Regions from separate parts of the Rattus norvegicus genome. Here region 1 is linked to region 2. The links are chromatin contacts, called in public Hi-C maps. All regions are on one chromosome and are shown on one strand. The core of a region is the stretch at or near the end of the contact, and the rest is flanking DNA. Distances in the headings are between cores, read along the strand shown. Region 1 overlaps Serinc5 (serine incorporator 5). Region 2 has its middle 5.7 kb from the start of Spz1.

Region 1 (3,536 bases), core at 16-2,515, 83 kb after region 2:
CCATCTTCACCATTTTTAAGGGAGCAGTAGACATCTTATTTTTCTGGTGCCTCAGTTACCTCGTGGTCTTCCATCAGTCTTTTGGCTGAAGTAAAGTTCTTTTATTAGCTTTCTGATTGCTTTAGCAAATGATTGAGTGCTTCCCACCTTCAGGATGGAGCAAGAACACTGTTTGTTTTCCTCCCCAACAGAAGCTTGAGGCAGTGGTTTTCTAATTATGAGGTAGACACCTGTGGCACTTGTTGTTGTCGTATGTTCAAAACATACAGAGCAATATAATGACTCCAAAGCCTGTATTTCTTCAGGGCTGTGGGCACAGGGATACACCTTCTGGGTTGCATGTGTTACAGCTGGTCTATGTCTCTCTGCTTTTATCTCGTTTTGTCTACTCTGTGCTCTTATGTTATTAGCTGCTTTTGGTTAGCGCACCATAGATTGCTTTCTGTGAGCACAGGGAGTCTTTCTGTGTAACCGGGATAATCACTGCAGTAGGTATAGTCTAAATGTGAATCTACTGACATTCAAGTGACCAGTTGATCAATAGTTCATTGAATAATTCATTGAACCTTCCGCCTAAGTTAACTTTTCTTTCATTGTTACTCCTCTTTTATTTTATTTTATTTTTATTTTTTAATTTTTTTTGAGACAGATTCTAGTAGCCCATACTCAGTCTAATTCTCTTGCCTCATGGTCGTTCAAGTGTTGAGATTGCGGACATGAGCCCCCTATGTACCTGCTATCTCTTTTCTTATTAAATAATGTAATTCTTACAAGTATCCTTTCTCCTTGCTCAGTGATGGAAATGAGGTTCGGTGTGCACTGCTACGTTCCCAGGAGCAAATGCTGCCCTCAGTAAACGCGCATCCAGCAAACACTGGCTAAGCGAGTGAATGGCCCGGTTGTTTCTGTAGAGCTGGGTGGGAACTGGAATTTTAGTCCAGAGCAGGATTTGGCGATGAGGTTTGGTGCCTGGGTCATTGATCTGCTTGGCAGAAGGCTCAGAGAAGACTTCCAGGTCCCCTGCAGTTAGAAGTCCTAGAAACCACATAAGCCATGGAATACAGGGCAGAGAAGGAAGGCGACTTGATGGCCCCTTACTGTGTAAAGAAAAGAAAAATTGCTTCTTCCTTTGCTTACTCCTCCCAACTCAGCCAGTCTCCTTTTTAGAGGAAACCAAAGTTTGGCCAATGTGATGTGTTCTGTTAATTCTAATGCGAGCAGGAATTAGAGCAGAGTTCAGCAGATGAAATCCTGGCTCTGTCCTCACCAGCTCTGTCCCCTTAGCTTGCATCATTTCTCTGAGCCCGGTCTCGTCTTAACACAGAGATGACAGTGTTTAATCATCGTCCCCTGCAGAGGGTACACTTTTGGTAGATGTTAGCTAATAATATACATTACATAAGCTTTGTTTGTGTGGAATAAATCCACAGTAAGCTGCCAAACCAGTCAGTTTCCTGATGCGTGGATTTGTGTTGCGTTCCCTTTGGCACAGTCGTTCTGTGAGTCTCCAAGCCACAGCCGTGACCGGAGGACTAACTATAGCTTTAAGTGTATACCTGAGCTTGGGTACTTTGTTACACATGACAGAGAGCAGAAATGACGGTAACTCTTTAAACTACTGTAGTTAATGCCTGGCAGTCTGAGAAAGTGACAGGATAACACCCCAGTGAAACCAGCTCTAACCATCTCCTAACCACATCCTAAGATTTGTGGTGCCTGCCATTCACACTTCCCCTCATCTTTCTGGCTATCTGGGCTCAGGTAATTCTTGGACTACTGGCAAGGGTCTGGCAGTGTCTGCTGGAGTTAAGCCCTGCATCTCCACAGGTACTCCTGGCCTGGAAAGTTAACCCAGAACCAGTGGACCAATAATAGTGTGTAAGTGCAGAGTCCTCAGGGTAGAATACAAGGTTCCCTGCACACCACCTCCTGTCACGTGTACACACTACGTGTACACACTGTCTCCGCAGAAGGACTCCTGTAATCCCATTTCAGTATTTCAGAGATAGACATTTCAGTGTCTGTGCACACCTGGCACCAGAGTGGGTGCCTCTCCCTGTCCTCAGGCAGTGGATGAGCCCTGATGTTTCTACACTGTGTGTGTGTGTGTGTGTGTGTGTGTGTGTGTGTGTGTGTGTGTATACACACGCATGTGGGGGGTGGGGGAGAAGGTGAGCTGCGAAGCACTGATTCAGCAGCCTAGAATTTCAGGACCTAGGGCTGCCCAGTTAAAATTCTGGCCTTCACTTTTCAGATCTGGAGTATACAACTCCTTTCTGTTATGGTAGAAAACCAAAGGTCACTATTAAAAGGAATGTAGGGTTGAAATGGCAAGATCCAGGAAAAAGAAAGGGCTTGCTGCTGGGTATGAGGTGACAGAGCAGATAAGAAAGACGGCTTTGAGCCAGTGCGGCTCCGCTGGCTGCAGTCCCACAGAAGATACACAGAAGACACTATTGTTTTTTGTTTTTTTTAATACATTCCTTTTTCTGGTAGTTACAGTAGACTAAATTCTAAGCAAGGACGGGTTTATTTTGTTTTAAATAAATCTATTCCTTTTCACCTGTTGTGTTCTGCATATTTCAAAAAGAATATCTGAGACTAACCTGTAGAAAAGGAGTTAAACGTGAGGTAACCAAGAGAAAGTATATCTTGGTAAACTATGATAAGAATAAACTTGTCCAGAGACAGTAAAAGAAAAAGGCCTATGGTAAAGTACTAGCTGGTTGTGTGAATTTGAGAATAGTCTAATTGGCTGTTAGCAGGCCTCACGAAGTCAGATGGTAGCAGTGCTGACCAGGGCTAATGGCCAGTAGGCAGTGGCAACAGCAACACATCAGATGCACAGAAGACTGCACCAAAATTAGGCAACTCGTGAGCTTGCATGAGCATCGCCCTGCTTGGACCAGTGGAAGTGTGTAGAGCATGTGGGTCTCTGTTGACTTACTTCTCCATGCCCAGAGAATTAACCAGACTTAATAAAAATGGCCCCAGTCTCCTCCCAGATTCAGCCATAAGTCATATTAAGAGCCCATAGACAAGCAGTTCAGCACCCCCTCCCATACAGCAGCACACAGAACCTCTCTGGCTGCCCGTCCTTCCAGAACTCTGTTTTCTACAATAGAGCTTTGCACTTCTCCTTCCACTCCCATAATAAAAAACCCTTTAACCACGTCCTTTTGATTGTTTGTGAATGTCATCCCATGCGTTATTAGAAAAGGACCCAGGATGGAAACCTGTGTGAACGTGAACATTCCAGCACCCAAGCTTCAGAGTTTAGTTTTCCCCTCAGGGACCATCACCACTCCCGACTGCTGCTTTCACCCACTCCTAGCCTGTTTCATTGTTATCTGCCGTGAGCTTCAGAACCTGGCAGTTAGGCCTTTGGACTCTTGTATGTGTCTACCTTTCTGTGTGTTTGCTTACTCAGTGACACTTGCAGGCTTCCTGAAGGATATTTCCAGTTCACACTTCCAGGTCATGAGGGTGTTTGACTTAATAGAAGTACCCGAAGCCACCCTCAGGCCTAGCTCATG
Region 2 (3,931 bases), core at 181-2,680:
CACACACACACACACAAACACACACACAAACACACACACAAACACACACACACAAACACACACACACAAACACACACACAAACACACACACACAAACACACACACAAACACACACACACAAACACACACACACAAACACACACACACAAACACACACACACAAACACACACACAAACACACACACACAAACACACACACAAACACACACACAAACACACACACACAAACACACACACAAACACACACACACAAACACACACACACAAACACACACACAAACACACACACACAAACACAAACACACACAAACACACACACAAACACACACACAAACACACACACAAACACACACACACAAACACACACACACACACAAACACACACACAAACACACACACAAACACACACACACACAAACACACACACAAACACACACACACACAAACACACACACAAACACACACACAAACACACACACACAAACACACACACACATACACACACACACTACTATTACTTATGTCCTTGTTCAAATACCTAGGGATAATTTGAATATGGCAGAGAAAGTTTGGTAAAATAAAACTTGTTTGGGCAGTTGTTTTATAGTTTATTTTATGTGTGTACATTTTTGTATGTAAGTATGTGTGTGTGTGTCATGGACATGCCTGGTACCCTCAGATCTTGAAGAGGGCATCAGATCTCCTGGAATTTGAACTATCATATGGGTGTGGGGTACCAAACCTGAGCCCTCTACAAGTGCTCCTAGGCCACAGGCCATCTCTCTAGCCCTCCCAATAGTTTAAGAAATCGGTATCTTGGAGCTAGGGATTTAGCTCAGTGGTAGAGCACTTACCTAGGAAGCACAAGGCCCTGGGTTCGGTCCCCAGCTCCGAAAAAAAAAGAACCCAAAAAAAAAAAAAGAAAAGAAAAGAAAAGAATAGAAAAGAAATCGGTATCTTACTGATGACTACCAATGTGGTTAAGACGCCAACGTGTGGTTAGAATCTTAGGTTTGTAAGGGACGCTGTGCGATGTTTGTTTTCTTTTTTAAAGGGGGGCCTGGTGTACTTGAGCACTTGAACAGGGCATCGACCCCCTGGAATTGGAATTATAGGTGGTGTATAGATGGGATTAAACATTGCCACGGGGGTGGAATATCTAACTGGGATCCAAACTTGGGTTCTTGGCAAGAGCAGCGTGTATGCTTAACTACTGACTGGTCTCGCAAGCCCCTGCAAGGTGTCGTTTTAACATCTTGACTTACGTTGTAACTCTCGAATGTAATCCCATATTTGTATATAGCCATCTCGTAGTAAGTTTTTCTAAAATCGAAATTTTTATTTAAAAAAGCGAATAGATGTAGCTGAGCAGGTCCGAACCTTCTCCTCAACAGGTGTTTTTACCACCAGGTGGCGATATAGACCGAAGACACTGTCATTGGCTGAAGGAGTCCGAGACGGACTGCTGTGGAGACGGACCGTTGTGGAGACGGACTGTTGTGGAATCTGAGACGTGTTCAGGCACAGCTTTTAGGGCTCAGGAATGTCAGTTCTCAAGGACTTGACAGAGTTGTGATGGAAGTCTGGGGAGGCAGGTTCTATGGGCAGGAGGCTGCAGCAGTGTTTTACACACCACTGTTCTGCAGGGACAGCAGCTTTGGCATTGCTGGGACTGGCTCCTCTTACGTGCCTGTTGCCAAACGAACCTGTAGAATACAGACAGAAGTTCTGTAGCAGAACAAAGTCCAGAGTAGAAACTGCTGAGAAACTTCCCTAGAGTAGGGAGCAACTTCCTTTGGGAGCAACAAGTCGGTATTTGCAGAGTTAAAAAAGCCAAAATAAAAGCAAAGCCCTCACACCTTATCAGCAGACTTTGAGCTCTTGGAGTCTGGCCCAGAGACTTGTGATGTCTTAATCAAATATTCAAAGCCAAACTCCTCATGATTCATGTAGCTTCCCCACTCCCCACCAGAAATGGCTAATCTCAAGAATAGCTCACCATTGCTATAAACTACTGCTTGGGTGAGCGTGATGATCCATGCATACGGGCACTTACTGACAGACTAGGTAGGACTCACGTGGTGGGAGGCCGAACGGACTGGGATAGTTGTCTTCTCTTCCACATGCCACAGACAGACAGACAGACACACCACACACCACACACACACACACACACACACACACACACACACACACACACATACACACTAAGGAAAATATAATACAAATTTTAATGAACTATGTAACAAAGAGTGAGATGCCCATTTCCCTCTTTAGAAATGGACTGACACACAAATGGGACATGAGATACAAGCAAGAACTGCCCCCAACTATTATAAAAGAGTCCCCATCTCTCTGTGACAGTGACAATCTATCATCTCTATATATCTGTCTGTCTGTCTATCATCTCTATCTGAGAATGAGCCCACTATCTCTCTTGAAGCACTTTTTTTTTAAGTCTTTTTATAGCAGCCCTTTTCTGGTAAGTAGATTTATTTCGTGCTGCGGAAGGAAGGGCTTTTTGCCACTCATTCTCAGCTTGACAGTAGTCACTAGCTAAGTAAAACTTGAGTTCCAGGTTCGGAAGAAATGGGCAAAGGCAGAGCATGATAGGGGACAACACCCAATTGGCCTCCTCTGCACCCCTGTGTGCATACAAACGTGTGCACATATACTTGTATGTATACCACTCACACATGGGAACATAAACAAAATAATAACTTACCAGAAGACTTTATGACTTGTATGTGACTAAAGCTCTAAATAACAAAATGTCTGCCCCGTGAGTCATTCACCCTGACCCAAGCTCTCGGATTTCTGCAGGGAAACCGCAAACACTGTTCATGCTTTGACTCCATGTGACTCCTCAAGCTGTGAGAACATGCCTTCTTGCCCACCTGCATTAAACAAAGTTTCTCAAAGACTTTCTTGCTGGTAAGCCCAGAAGGCAGGTTTCTCTGCTGCCCCTCAGCAGAAAACTATACATCTGGCTACCCCAGACACGTCGGCTCAGAACTAGCGATGGTGGCCGATAGCCTGCCCCAGACTGGTTTAGCTGCTTCTTAGACCAGCAGAGTCAGTTAGAGCAGCTTGGTCGGTTGCCCACTTGTCCACATCCTCAGTTTGCCCAATGGTTCCATTTGTGAGCCTGGTTATTAAGGCATTGAGCAGTGTCTGGTATTTAATAGGTACTAGTGAATTCAGGATTTTCTTTTATTTGTTTCTGGAGACAAGGTCTCCTTCCCTACATCTTGAACTCAAGTTCCTCTTGTATTTGCCTCCTAAGTGCTGGATTACAGGGGTGGGTCCCTACTCCTGACTCAGGAAACTGGACATTTTCATTTTTATTTATTTTTAAAGACATTTTAAAGTGATATAATGCGACTACAGTTCTTCTCCCACTCAGTGGCTGCTGTTGGTGCTGTTTGTTGCCAACTGCCCCTTCTTGGAGTCATTCTCAAAGACTTTTTTGTTTTGTTTTGTTTTTGTTTTTGTTTTTGTCCAGGGCTACCATCTAAGCCTTGCTTGGTCAACCTCGTGGTCAGCTGGTTTCCGCACAGATATTCCTCAGACGCCTTGGATGGCCATGTCTTCTACATCTGTAGAGGATGCTCTTGGTACCTCACATGCTGCTGGATACCTCAGGCCTAAGACTTGGGCCTTCTAGTTTTTTCTAGAAGTTCGTAGCTTTGCAGCTATGGCTTTCCAAACTCTGAGAAGCACCTCTAATGCACTAAGTTTCTCATATACTATTTCCCCCCTTGGCTCTTGTTACCTCCCATTTGCCTGGCCCCTCCAGCAGCCTTCCTACTGAACAGGTTAACTTGCCTTGGAAGGAATCATGCTTGACTTTCGCTCACCTCTGACATCCTACGTATCCCCAGGAACAGTTTGAAAGTCTAATTTCTATAGGTACTCATGCTCTGTAAGG

Evidence for each region. Hi-C and Micro-C count contacts between places; a contact is called where the count stands out from the background.
Region 1: a contact with region 2 is called in a Hi-C map of liver, with 6 times the contacts expected there. The contact joins two enhancer-like sites. A contact is called at or near these places in 2 of 12 Hi-C or Micro-C datasets (kidney and liver).

Annotation. Positions count from the first base shown.
Region 1 is chr2:25,620,341-25,623,876 of GRCr8, forward strand. All of the region lies in intron 1 of Serinc5 (serine incorporator 5), which reads left to right. Among named protein-coding and RNA genes, the nearest start is that of Serinc5, 40 kb to the left of the region's middle. Within about 2 kb of position 1,266, at least 33 of the 93 cell types and tissues checked have an H3K27ac peak or open chromatin away from gene starts, as enhancers often do. A contact at or near this core is called in liver, where this site is marked.
Region 2 is chr2:25,537,126-25,541,056 of GRCr8, forward strand. No RefSeq gene overlaps it. Among named protein-coding and RNA genes, the nearest start is that of Spz1, 5.7 kb to the left of the region's middle. Within about 2 kb of position 1,431, at least 13 of the 93 cell types and tissues checked have an H3K27ac peak or open chromatin away from gene starts, as enhancers often do. A contact at or near this core is called in liver, where this site is marked.